Regions from separate parts of the Danio rerio genome. Here regions 2 and 3 are each linked to region 1. The links are chromatin contacts, called in public Hi-C maps. All regions are on one chromosome and are shown on one strand. The core of a region is the stretch at or near the end of the contact, and the rest is flanking DNA. Distances in the headings are between cores, read along the strand shown.

Region 1 (3,834 bases), core at 607-3,106:
GTACTGTCTTATCTAATGTATATGCACAATTTATAATATTGTATAGCTTCCTATTAAAAATATAAATTTAAAAGAGAGATTTGTGAGGGGTGAACTTATGTATGCTAAGCACTATGTGCAACAGATACGTCATTCACTGTTAAACTCTGTAACTTATATAACACATTCTTTGCCAACTTAATTATTCATGTATTGGATCATTTGTTGAAAATAGATGTTTTACAAGTGGACCTACTTTTTTCAATATTTAGTCAGGGCATACTACACACTTTTCAAATGAGCTACAACAAATGAAAGAAAACATCAACATATTACTAATTATATTATTTGCAATAAAATATATGAATATATTGTGTGTTTATATTGATACAATACTGCACAAGCTTATGACATAAATAATAAGATGTCTAATTTCTGTAATTTATATAAATACATTAATTCCTTACTGACACGGTTGATGGCAGTAATTTATTTCAAAATCGACATTTTATAAAATAGATTTTAGTCTATATTTAACATCAAAAAGTGCATACTACTTTCAAAAAGAAAAGAACACTTATGATTTACAAGCACAAGAGTACAAGAAACTTAAAACGAAAGCATCCACCAGTCCACCTGAGCCCTTCACTCTTGTTTATGAATCTGTTTACTTACATTTTACTCAAATATATTACATGCTGACTCAAGGCCATAAAGAACTGATTCATGACCCCTAAGAGGCCTGCATTCCCGCCTTATGTACTTATATTTTAGCACACCAGGGGGGCACTTTTAGCTTCTGGGCAACATAAAAACCTTCAGCACTACCGCAACAAGACATTTTTAAGAAATGCAGGGAGAAGTAATCTGAGCGTCTGTGACGTGTTTTTCTTTGGTTGAACAGGATTTGGACAGCGGAATAAATGGACACACGTTTGGGAAAATGTGATAAGTTTGCCATCTTGTGGACAATATTTATATTTCAGAATCTGCGCCAAAATCACAATGAACAAAAATAGTAACGTGCTCCTGGTTTATTGCATTTTTATGTCAAATACATTCTGTGGCTGCTTTGATTTGATTTTGATTTATTTATTTTCGAACAGAAATATCATACACAAATTATCCTTAACAAAAAAAAAATAAAAAACTTTAACATGGTGGAAAATGGAGTGGGATGAAGCACAAGCGTTTTATTTTCCCACCCCATTACCACATACATCATTCGTCTATTACTTATTTCTTCCTTTACTCTTCTTTTTACATGAGACATATTTTATCCTTTTGGCATCTTTGACATATTTTGCATTTATTTACATTTTGTAACATATACCACCCCCTCATATATGGCAACATAAGTGTATTACATAATATATACATTGATTTATTGTCCAGGATAAATCATGCTTTATACACTATTGCTACAGTTTTTACTAATTTTGATATCACGTTATTTATTTGTGGTTTCCAACTAAATTATGATCCAATGCAGCACCAAGAAACCTAATTGCATATACTCTTTATGTAACTTCATTAACATTTGAATTATCATATTTGTAAATCTATATTATGAATACTTTTTAATTTCCCAAATAACATAACCTGTTTGTTATGTTTGAACTTGTTTTACTTATATTTATTTAATGATAATTTGTTTACGTTTAAGTTGAAATTCTGTCAAAGTTCTAAATCGCTTCCTATAATATGGTATTGCACAATCGATCTGATTTAATTGGATTTGAACATCATGCGACTGTATAAATATTATTACCTATTAACAGTTGGAACCGTTTTCACCGGGTGCAGGATGCAGTCGCGCCTTTTATTGTGACGTACCATTCACGGACCAATTCTCAAAACAAGTCCGACTGAATCGGATTACGGAAAACGTACTGTAGCAGCCAACTGTCTGTGCCGTTTTTATTACTATTTAATAACAACCAAAGCAAAAAATACTGTTAATAAACCCTGAAGGGTATCTTTATTCTCTTCAATGGCGTCCCGATCTCCATCATCCTCCCCAGACTCAGCGACGGGCTCCGGTACTGATCCAGCCCGGCCTGACACCGGAGAGCCACTCGGCGGAGGCTCTGACTCTGATTCCGATTTCGGATTAGGGAAATTTGATTGCAGTGCTGGCGATGCATCGGCTCGATTAGAAGGGGCAGATCTAGAGAATGAGTTTGAGTCTGCGGCAGACCGGGTCCGAGATCTCGTGCAGACAGCCAGTAGAGAACAGCTGCTGTATCTGTACGCCAGGTTCAAACAGGTAAACACAGAGCTCTCCTCATTGTCATTGCTCACCAAGCTGTAAAATAACTTTCTATTAACATGACAGCTCGTGCAAACACAATACAAAGCGTTAATTTAGTTTAGTCAATATTTTACCAGTAGACAATGGGAGCTAATTAAAAGTTTTCCCAGTAGCCACAAAAACAGTAGTAATTGTGCTGTGATTAAAATTGTGCTTCTGTGTAGTTCTGACAGATGATTGAGGTGAAGTTGGTTTTATATTCACACATTCTGACTTTTCCCTCAAAATTATATTTTCAGAATGATATTGTTTTGAAGTCATACTTGAAAGTAGCGTAGTAAACCATATAGGGAGCATGTCACAAGTTGTCACTGAACGATTGTCTGAATATAAAACCAACTTTACCTCAATTTACAGATAAATGTGCCTGTTGAAATTATGGTAAAAGTAGCGCTTATGTTCGATCATTTGTTCTTTTTTACTCTCTTTTTTACTCTCATTTTATTATTATTATTATTATTATTATTACACAAATTACATTGAAACACATACAAATAGAGAGGTAAAAACAAAAAACAGAGTTTAAAAAAACAAAACAAAACAAAACTGTAAAAATAACTGATGTCAGTCAAATGGCAGATGTGTGTATGTGCGCGCATGTAAAGGTGGTTGACAAGCCAAAATACATAAATAAGAAAACAAAAAAGTATATACATACAACATGCATAACAGTAGAAAGCATTTTATATAGGTTATTTGTTCATTTTTGAACAGTGAAAATTTGTGATTGTCTCTATATTGTTTATTATGCTACAGTACATTGACTATTCGGTCTAAAATTGCATGTAAGTATGACTTGAAAACAACATTAGCACTATTTAATTGACTGTGAACAATGCTGTGCTTTGACAGTCATTTGCTGCTAATATGATTTCACTATTTAGAATTTGCAAGGAAAACTTTTCTTTAATTCTATTATTACGGATAAAGTTCAAATGTGTGAATGAATCACCAACTTTAACCCTAATCTTGTTGAATATGGAGTCTAAAATGCTGGCATAAACTTCCTTAACAGGCCAGAGTTAAAATTGCAATACGTAATGTAATATAATTCATTTGGATAAAAAAACAACAACAAAAAAAAACACATTATTACTATTCCACAGGTTGTCAAAACAGCTTAATCGTGAACTTCACAGTAATGTCATTTTTCAGTGTCAAATGTGCAGGATGCGATTGAGCTGTTAATCAGCTCTACATAAGATGGTACTTTCATGATCCAACTCAATTCGGTTATAAAACTTTCAGACCCCAAATAAGCAAGCCCAAGGAAATAGTGGCGAAAACCCTAAAGTTTTTGAAACACAAATTATGCATTAATGGTTAAACAGAGTTTTATGTTGCTACTATAATACTATCTATATATTATATCAAAATTGGTGCTTTAACAATGCAAGAGTCAGTATAACATTATAAAGTATGTGGTAACACTTTATTTTGATGGTCCATTTGAGTATTAGTAGACAGTCTGCCCTCTTATGTTGATATTGCTGCTTCAACAGACATTTAACTGAGTATAAGAAACTGCAAGTACGTGTCAA
Region 2 (3,834 bases), core at 889-3,388, 200 kb before region 1:
TTCTTTCTGAGAGCTGTTTTGAAAGGTAATGAGCAAAAAAAAAAACTGGTACGCTAAAGTGTTTCCATCTATTTTATGGTTATACTATACCTTAGGGCTGCGCCACATGCAGCAATATTTATTGCCACATGCAGCAATATTTATTGCCACATGAATATTGGATTAGACAACAATATTAGTAAAAATTAATATGGGGTGTGATCAACTCGAAGCGAATAAGAATGTGTGCCCTGCTCTCAATATATCTGTTGCATCTGCAAAGCATAAAAAAGCCCCCCTGGAAAAAAAACTGATGTGTTTATATGATTATGATGATGATGATGATGATGATGATGATGATGATGAAATGAGTGCAATCGATTCCAAACAAATGTCCAATAGTAATAAAAGTTATTTAAATCTCTCTCTATCTTTCCACCCTGAAAGTTCTGTTTACATTATTTGTATATTTTAATAGATTCCCTAGATCTATATTATATTATTTTAGTTTTTTACTATTATTACAATTTTCTTGATCCAATGTTATGTTTTCAAATAGAGAAGAAAACCTCTCCTTTGTATTTCACACATGCTGTTTAATAAATTAGATTTTGACATCTCATACGAGGCTTTAATTTGCAAATAAACATTTAATAACAACTTGTAACATCATATTCTGTACATAGCTTTTGTTTGTATTGTGTTCATGTTTTACCGGAACCATACCTGAATCTACAAATAAGAGTGAACGGCAGACAAACTAGGACTCAGTCTGCTTGTTTGGTGCGCATAAAGGCTCAAGTACACCCACAAATACATGCCAAAGCGTTCAGTGCAAATAACAGTGGGCTCATAAATGCACACTTACCCGTGATCTGGTAAATAGTGAATGAAAGTGCTTCCAACAACAATGACCAAAGAAATGGAAAAGAAAAATGCCAATTTCATGTTCCATTCATCCACAATTGGTTCGTCATGATGGAAGCCGTGAAAATCTGGATTCTGAAAAGCAAAGATAAACATGTTCTATTGATAAACCAGCATTTATAGGATTATGAAGCAAAGTAACACTGAAAAACATTTCTCCAAACATATATTTATCATTTTAATATTGCTGATCACATTGCATGACTGCTGCAACAACCAAACGGACTAGAATAGAACCATTTCACAAGAATAGCGATGAATGCACAATAAAATCCAGTGAAAACTTTGGCAGAAATAATTTACATCCAATTTTTAATTAAGCTAAAGTTGACTTTATATTCGCACATTCGTTCATTTTTGAATGAATTTGAAACTTGTGAGACAGTCTATATATTGTTTATTATGCTACTTCGGCCTGAAATCTTATGTAAATATGACTTAAAAACAACATTAGCTCTATTTAATTGGCTGGAAACAATGTTGAACTTTGATAGTGAAATTTAACCACACTAAACTAAACTGAACTGCATCTCTGAAAACTAGAACTTCTAAGTTAAGCTGCTTTGACACAATCTACATTGTAAAAGTGCTATAGAAATAAACGAGTGAAGTAAAATAGTCATTGACTGCTAATAGGGTTTGACTATTTAAAATGTGCAAGCAACACACTTTTCTGAAATTATTTTAAGGAGAAAGTCCAAATGTGCGAATATAAAACCAACTTAACCGCATTCTCTTTTTAACATGCAATATAATGCATACACCAAGAGATGCTATGTATGCACAATATAAACAGTAGTGTTCACAATGTAAATATACATCAGTGCAGGTCATTTAGAGAATTAAGAAAGAATTTATCAAACAGACACATTTGTTAAACAATACTCACGCACCTCTTGTCAACTGAGCCACATTTAAATGTGCCCCAAGCATCGTACACATGTTTGTGGTCCTCTTACCTTGTCAAACGGGCTGACCTCTGCGTGTCCATGACTGTCCTGAAGCGGCGGAGCAAAGGGCCGCAGATCAGCAGGCACCGAAGCTCCGGACGCGCTAGACTGCGGCGTCTGAGATACAAAGCGGCTCCCGAGCGCCGAGCTCAGACGAACCCGGGACAAAGCAGGGTAGATTCGGCTCAGACGTGAGAGCATTCTCCCGACTTTTCTGTACTCGAAGTGGTTTCGAGACAGCTACCGCTTCGAGTTATTTTTTTCCGGGTTAAAAATGAAGACGGAAAGGTTTTCACCGTGCCTTACCGCCATCTAGTTTACCGGATGCGCCATAACATGGGGGTTATTGCTGAACAGCAGATGTCTCTGTTTCACGAATCACGACTTTTATTCGTGTGTTTGTTCACAAACTCTAAACCGGATCTGTTAAATCATGTTTGAAAAATAATATCTATAGCAGGGGTGTCCAAACTCGGTGCTGGAGGGCCGGTGTCCTGCTTCAACACAGCTGCCTGGAAGTTTCTAGTAGTATATATCTAGTAAGAGCTTAGTTAGCTGGCTCAGGTGTGTTTGATAAGGGATGAAGCAAAACTCGTCAGGACACTAGCTCTCCAGGACTGAGTTTGGACACCCCTGATCAATAGGTTTGGCAGTGAACTAATTTTGGAAAAGTTTAGTTTTGTTTCTTGCAAGATCTCTACTGATTATAAAACTTCTGTTGTTGTGTTTCATTCTAATAATAAACCCATGTGTTGGGAACACAGTATTACTATTTTAATACCAAATTTGACTTATATATATATCATTAAATACACCTAGACCTAGCACAATGCAAGTTATTGTCTTAAAATGTATGACTTTTTGTATACGAAATGTCTGTAAAAGTGTTATGCTTTGGTCTTCATTTTAGTTTACTATTAGTATTGGATTGCTAAATTTTAAGTTACGCTACTTTAAGGTACATGAGTGCCACACAGTTGTCTTCATAGGTTTTGTTATCTGACTGCAGAAGCAGGAAGTTCTCAAAACCACAGACGCTTCAGCTCTTCAACATGTTCCTCCCTCGCAAGAAATCCAGTTTACACGCATGAGCCTTTGCAAATCTCACATTCAAAAACAAGTATTCTGATGCTACAGATTAGACCACCAGTTCCTTTTTTTGCTGCAATGCACACATACTGAAAATACTTCAAAATTTATTCAGCGTACATCTTACTCTACACAAGAAACTCATGAGTCAATCAGATAATTATGTAACAACTACAGTACAACACGTTTCACTTAATGAAGTGTATAAAAACGGAATATTAACAAACAATGACAGTAATAAAAAGCATCACGACTGAGGTCTTGGCGCCTTTTAAAAACAACTTCCTTTCATTCAAATCAGTCTTAGCAGTGAGAATGCGAGATTTTTTTTCCTTCTGAGGTTAAGGTATTTCCATTTGTCCGTTTGTAGACAAGCGCCTGTCTGCTTCACACCCTCCTCTACTTTCCATGTTTTCTTTGCTTTCCTCGTCCTGCTCCTCTGATTTCTGCTTCTGACGCAATGCTGGATCTTTCTGTGAAGGGATGCGAAAGCTGGAGAAAGATCCACCCGAGGAACGCTTTTCTAGATGAAAGCAAACAGGAGGTGAAAAAAATAAAGGGAAGTTAGAGGTTAGAGTGAAATGCTTAACGGTAGCATCACACTGCTAAAACAACAGATGTATTTGACAGGGCTGTTTTAAGGGAATGAGGTTATGTGCATTTGTTTTCTGAAACCACAGTGAGAATGAGTGATGCAGACCTAGATTGCATCCCACACTATGTTTTGCATTACTGCTACTACTTGCTGAAATACCAAATTAAGAAAAGCCACATTTGAATTTTCTCATTCATTCATTTTCTTTCGGCTTAGTCCCTTTATTAATCAGTGGTCGCCACAGCGGAATGAACCGCCAACTTTTCCAGCATATGTTTTACGCAGCGGGTGCCC
Region 3 (3,834 bases), core at 689-3,188, 140 kb before region 1:
TTAAAGTCGCCAAACTTCATTCGCTGTAGGCTTCGCCAAGCTATCTCTGTAAAAGCCAATGTCTCCCTTTGCATTGAACTTTGAGCATAGTACATTCAGAGATGTTGTTTATGTTCACACAGCTACATTACACGTCAACTAAAGTTTAAAATATGGTATTGTAGTGGTCCAGCTCTTTAAAAAGCTTTATATAAGTATATACATTACTATTACTATATTAGAAGTATGTATAGTACTATATTAATTTGACACTGTAATGTTCAAGAAAGTATTCTAAGCATAAAGACAAAAGGACGTGAATTTTACCACCACTGCATTACCTGCTAATACAACTACACCACTGTACTGTCAAGGGAAGTTTTGCTTTGAGGAATATTACCATGGTAATGTCCGAAACACAATAATGAGGTTATGGTACCTTTTCTCTTTTTTTGGGCTCGTGAAAGAGATGTGGGGCATCGAGTTCATTTCTTGTGTATGTGAACCCCCATCATATTGAATGACTTTGCATTTGCTCTCGCTATTCAAGTAATACAATGCCAACATTTTAATCATGGAAGAGAAACTGCAAAGCACCGTCAAGTGTAATGTTTAAACCGATGCACGCATACAAAACGGAAGATGTCGATTTTTCTTCTGTTCTCAAGAACAAAAACCCCAACGAGAGAGAGAAAAAACGCCTAAATAAAGCCTGGAGATGAAAAGAACAGTTACAATGCCCGATGCAACCACTGCAATGCAAAAAAACTGACCCAAAAGCATGCGGTCTAAGAGAAAAACAGACGGTTTATATTCTCTTTGTGGTTTTTATTAATATTCAGTGAGGAAAATAAAGGCTCACTGACTCTTTTAGCTTTGCTGCGTTAGCAATAGTGCTAGTCACAACAACCCCACTACGATTTCACAACAAAAACAAACAAAACGCGATTCGAGCTGCTTTATAACAGATAATGGTTTGAGAGAAACACTTTTGATGTCTTTAAAATACCATGTTAAAGCGAAAAGCGAAATATTCATGACAAAAGCAGCTGTTAGCCGAGCAAAACCCCCCTTTCTGTCTCTCGTCTACGTCAATTAAATTCAAACAAACCGGTGTAATGTCAAACAAACGGAATGTAAAGAGTGATTTCTGGCGGACGCTCAATAAATATCCGCGGGTTTTGCGTTTAACAAAGAGCGGCGGTGAAAACAGGACCGCGCAGAGGGAAAACATCAGACTTTAATACAGCACAAGCACTTCCATTATGTTTGACTGATGAACTAGCGCTGTTTTGAACAGGAATCGGTGCCTTTGGCGACAATACATCGACTTTTCTAGCTTCGGAATGATCTAAATGAGTGCGTAAGATTTTCAAATCCATTACACACACACAGACACACACACACACACACACACACACTGAGTGTGAATGCTTTGATATGCCCCATATGCATATGAACAGCACAGCACTTCCTAATACACAATGCGTTTTGCGAGAGAAGGAAACACATGCACTTGTGACATTGCTTTCTTACCTTTAGTTTCTGAAAGTGCTGCTGCTGGACTTGCTTCTGAACCACATAGGCCTTGTCTTGGATCTGGTTGATTTGCTTCGCAGTGCTGCTGTGAGCCTGAATCTTCGCCATGGTGCGTTTCCTTCCCCACCAACAGCCACCGAAGCCGCGATGTTTTACCGTCCCTCCGTATTTGCGGCTTGTTCTGGCGTGCAAAAATCAGTTCGTTTCGGGGGGCCACCCAGCTCTCTTCCCCCAACAAGTCCAGTCTACTTTACGGACGGCCACCCAGTTACTCCAGTATGGACTTCCAGATCGAGCCCGCAAGTGTGTTCGGAGCTCGCAATCCCTGCTAAAACTACACCATCAAGCGTGCGGATCACTCCTGAGACCCCATCGGTACCAACGGAGAGAACGAGAAACAATGTATGTATTTTTTCTCTCCAATGGTCGTATTATTTAAACAAATGGTGTATGTCTCTTTAAATTCGGCGGCAGCTGTGCGCTCGATCCTAGCGCCCGGAAACGGAGCGAGTTGTGAAGAGTTGGAAGGCGCACGCGCACAAACCGAAAGAGGGCGGAGCGGACGGAATCTCGGCGGCCGCAGGCATGAATGAGATTCTACACACGTTTTTGTTCATCACGGCAGCGCTGCGAAAAGTTGATGTGCGTCCATTTCAAATCTTTTCTGACTCACTCTTTGTTTTGATTTGTAAGCGCGATAAAATATTATGTAGTCTTATTAATTAAATGCTAAAATATCAAGTGTACAATGCTAAAAAATACAATTACTAGCTAAAAATGAGAATAAAATCAACTATATATGAAAAATGTGTATATTAATGCTAAAATAAACAGTATTCTTATTTCAGAAATGTCATTCAGGCGACTGTACACAGTTAAATGCTGCTCAGATGTGGCTTAAATGCATTTGCACAGTAATCTCATCTGTACATGTTGATGTGCTGAGGTGGGTCTTACAACCTTTTATATTGTTGCTCAATAAAATAGTACCATTTTGATGAACAACAACACACATCTTTAAACATTAATAAATAATGTTGGCAATATTGTTGTAAATAAAAGTCACAGACTGAACATTAAGCTTCATAAGACCTCAATATATTGTCTGGTGCCACAGGTATTCAGTTAGTTTGTATTGACTCATAAATCATTATTGCTTGTGGTTAATCATCAAGTACTACAATTTCAGAATCTTATTTAATGTTCTTCTGATAAAAAAAGTCACCAACATCTTCAATGAACTGAGGATGAGTAAATCAAAGTATTTTTTAATTATTGGATGAACTATAATTAACCCAACTGTGGAAAATGCAGCTTTTATCTATATCTGGTTTGTTTTTCAGTATAGTAGTTTATCGCAGCTGGTTAAAATTCACTATCGTCTAATTGAGAATTTACCTGCAGCTGCACTGTGGAAATGTCAAAATTTTAGTGAAATATTTTGAAGTCAGATAAAAATGTCACATATTAAAATTTTCAGCATGTACACTCACCTGACACTTTATTAGGTACACCTTACTAATACCAGATGAACCCTCTTTTGCCTTCACAACAGCGCTAATCTTTTGTGGCATAGAATTATTTCTCAGATTTTGTTCCATATTCACCTGTTAGCATCACACAGTTACTGCAGATTTGGCGACTGTACATCCATGATGGGAATCTCTCGTTCCACCACATCTCAAAGGTGCTCTATTGGATTGAGATCTGGTCACTGTGGAGGCCATTTGAGTACAGTGAACTCATTGTCATGTTTTAGAGACCAGTCTGAGAAGATTCGCGCTTTATGGCATGGCGCGTTATCCTGCTGGAAGAAGCCATCAGAAGATGGGGACACTGTGCTCATAAAGGGATGGACATTGTCAGCAACAATACTCAGGTAGGCTGTGGTGTTGACACGATGCTCAGTTGGTACTAATTGGCCAAAAGTGTGCCAAATAAATGTCCCCCACACCATAACACCACCTCCCCCAGCCTGAACTGTTGCTACAGGGCAGGATGGATCCGTGCTTTCATGTTGTTGATGACAAATTCTGACCCTACCATTCGAATGTTGCAGCAGAACTCGAGACTCGTCAGACCAGACAACGTTTTTACAAACTTTTATTGTCCGGTTTTGGTGAGCCTGTGTGAATTGTAGCCTCAGTTTCCTATTCTCAGCAGACAAGAGTGGCACCCGGTGTGGTCTGCTGCTGTAGCAACTATTGGTTGGCATGTTGTGCATTCAGAGATGCTCTTCTGCAGACCTTGGTTGTAACGAGTGGTTATTTCAGTTACTCCTGCCTTTCTATCATCTGGAACCAGTCTGGCCATTCT

What was found. A called contact is a pair of places that touch in the nucleus more often than the background predicts.
Region 2: a contact with region 1 is called in a Hi-C map of an unstated tissue, with 4 times the contacts expected there. The contact joins the promoter of ndufb11 here to the promoter of acbd6 in region 1. A contact is called at or near these places in 1 of 18 Hi-C or Micro-C datasets (an unstated tissue) and 1 of 4 datasets of contacts at active chromatin or transcription factors (embryo).
Region 3: a contact with region 1 is called in a Hi-C map of hematopoietic stem cells, with 3 times the contacts expected there. The contact joins the promoter of sin3b here to the promoter of acbd6 in region 1. A contact is called at or near these places in 7 of 18 Hi-C or Micro-C datasets (caudal fin, embryo, hematopoietic stem cells and 1 more) and 2 of 4 datasets of contacts at active chromatin or transcription factors (caudal fin and embryo).

What each region holds. Positions count from the first base shown.
Region 1 is chr8:16,142,214-16,146,047 of GRCz12tu, forward strand. acbd6 (acyl-CoA binding domain containing 6) reads left to right here and starts at 1,857. Exons shown (of 8, transcript NM_001025455.1): 1 at 1,857-2,248. The coding sequence starts at 1,973.
Region 2 is chr8:15,944,498-15,948,331 of GRCz12tu, forward strand. ndufb11 (NADH:ubiquinone oxidoreductase subunit B11) reads right to left here and starts at 2,139. Exons shown (of 3, transcript NM_001044981.1): 1 at 1,866-2,139; 2 at 848-981. The coding sequence starts at 2,057. def6a (DEF6 guanine nucleotide exchange factor a) reads right to left here. Exons shown (of 11, transcript NM_201040.1): 11 at 3,011-3,468. The coding sequence ends at 3,287.
Region 3 is chr8:15,999,662-16,003,495 of GRCz12tu, forward strand. It overlaps sin3b (SIN3 transcription regulator family member B), which reads right to left and starts at 1,939. Exons shown (of 19, transcript NM_001044945.1): 1 at 1,516-1,939. The coding sequence starts at 1,626.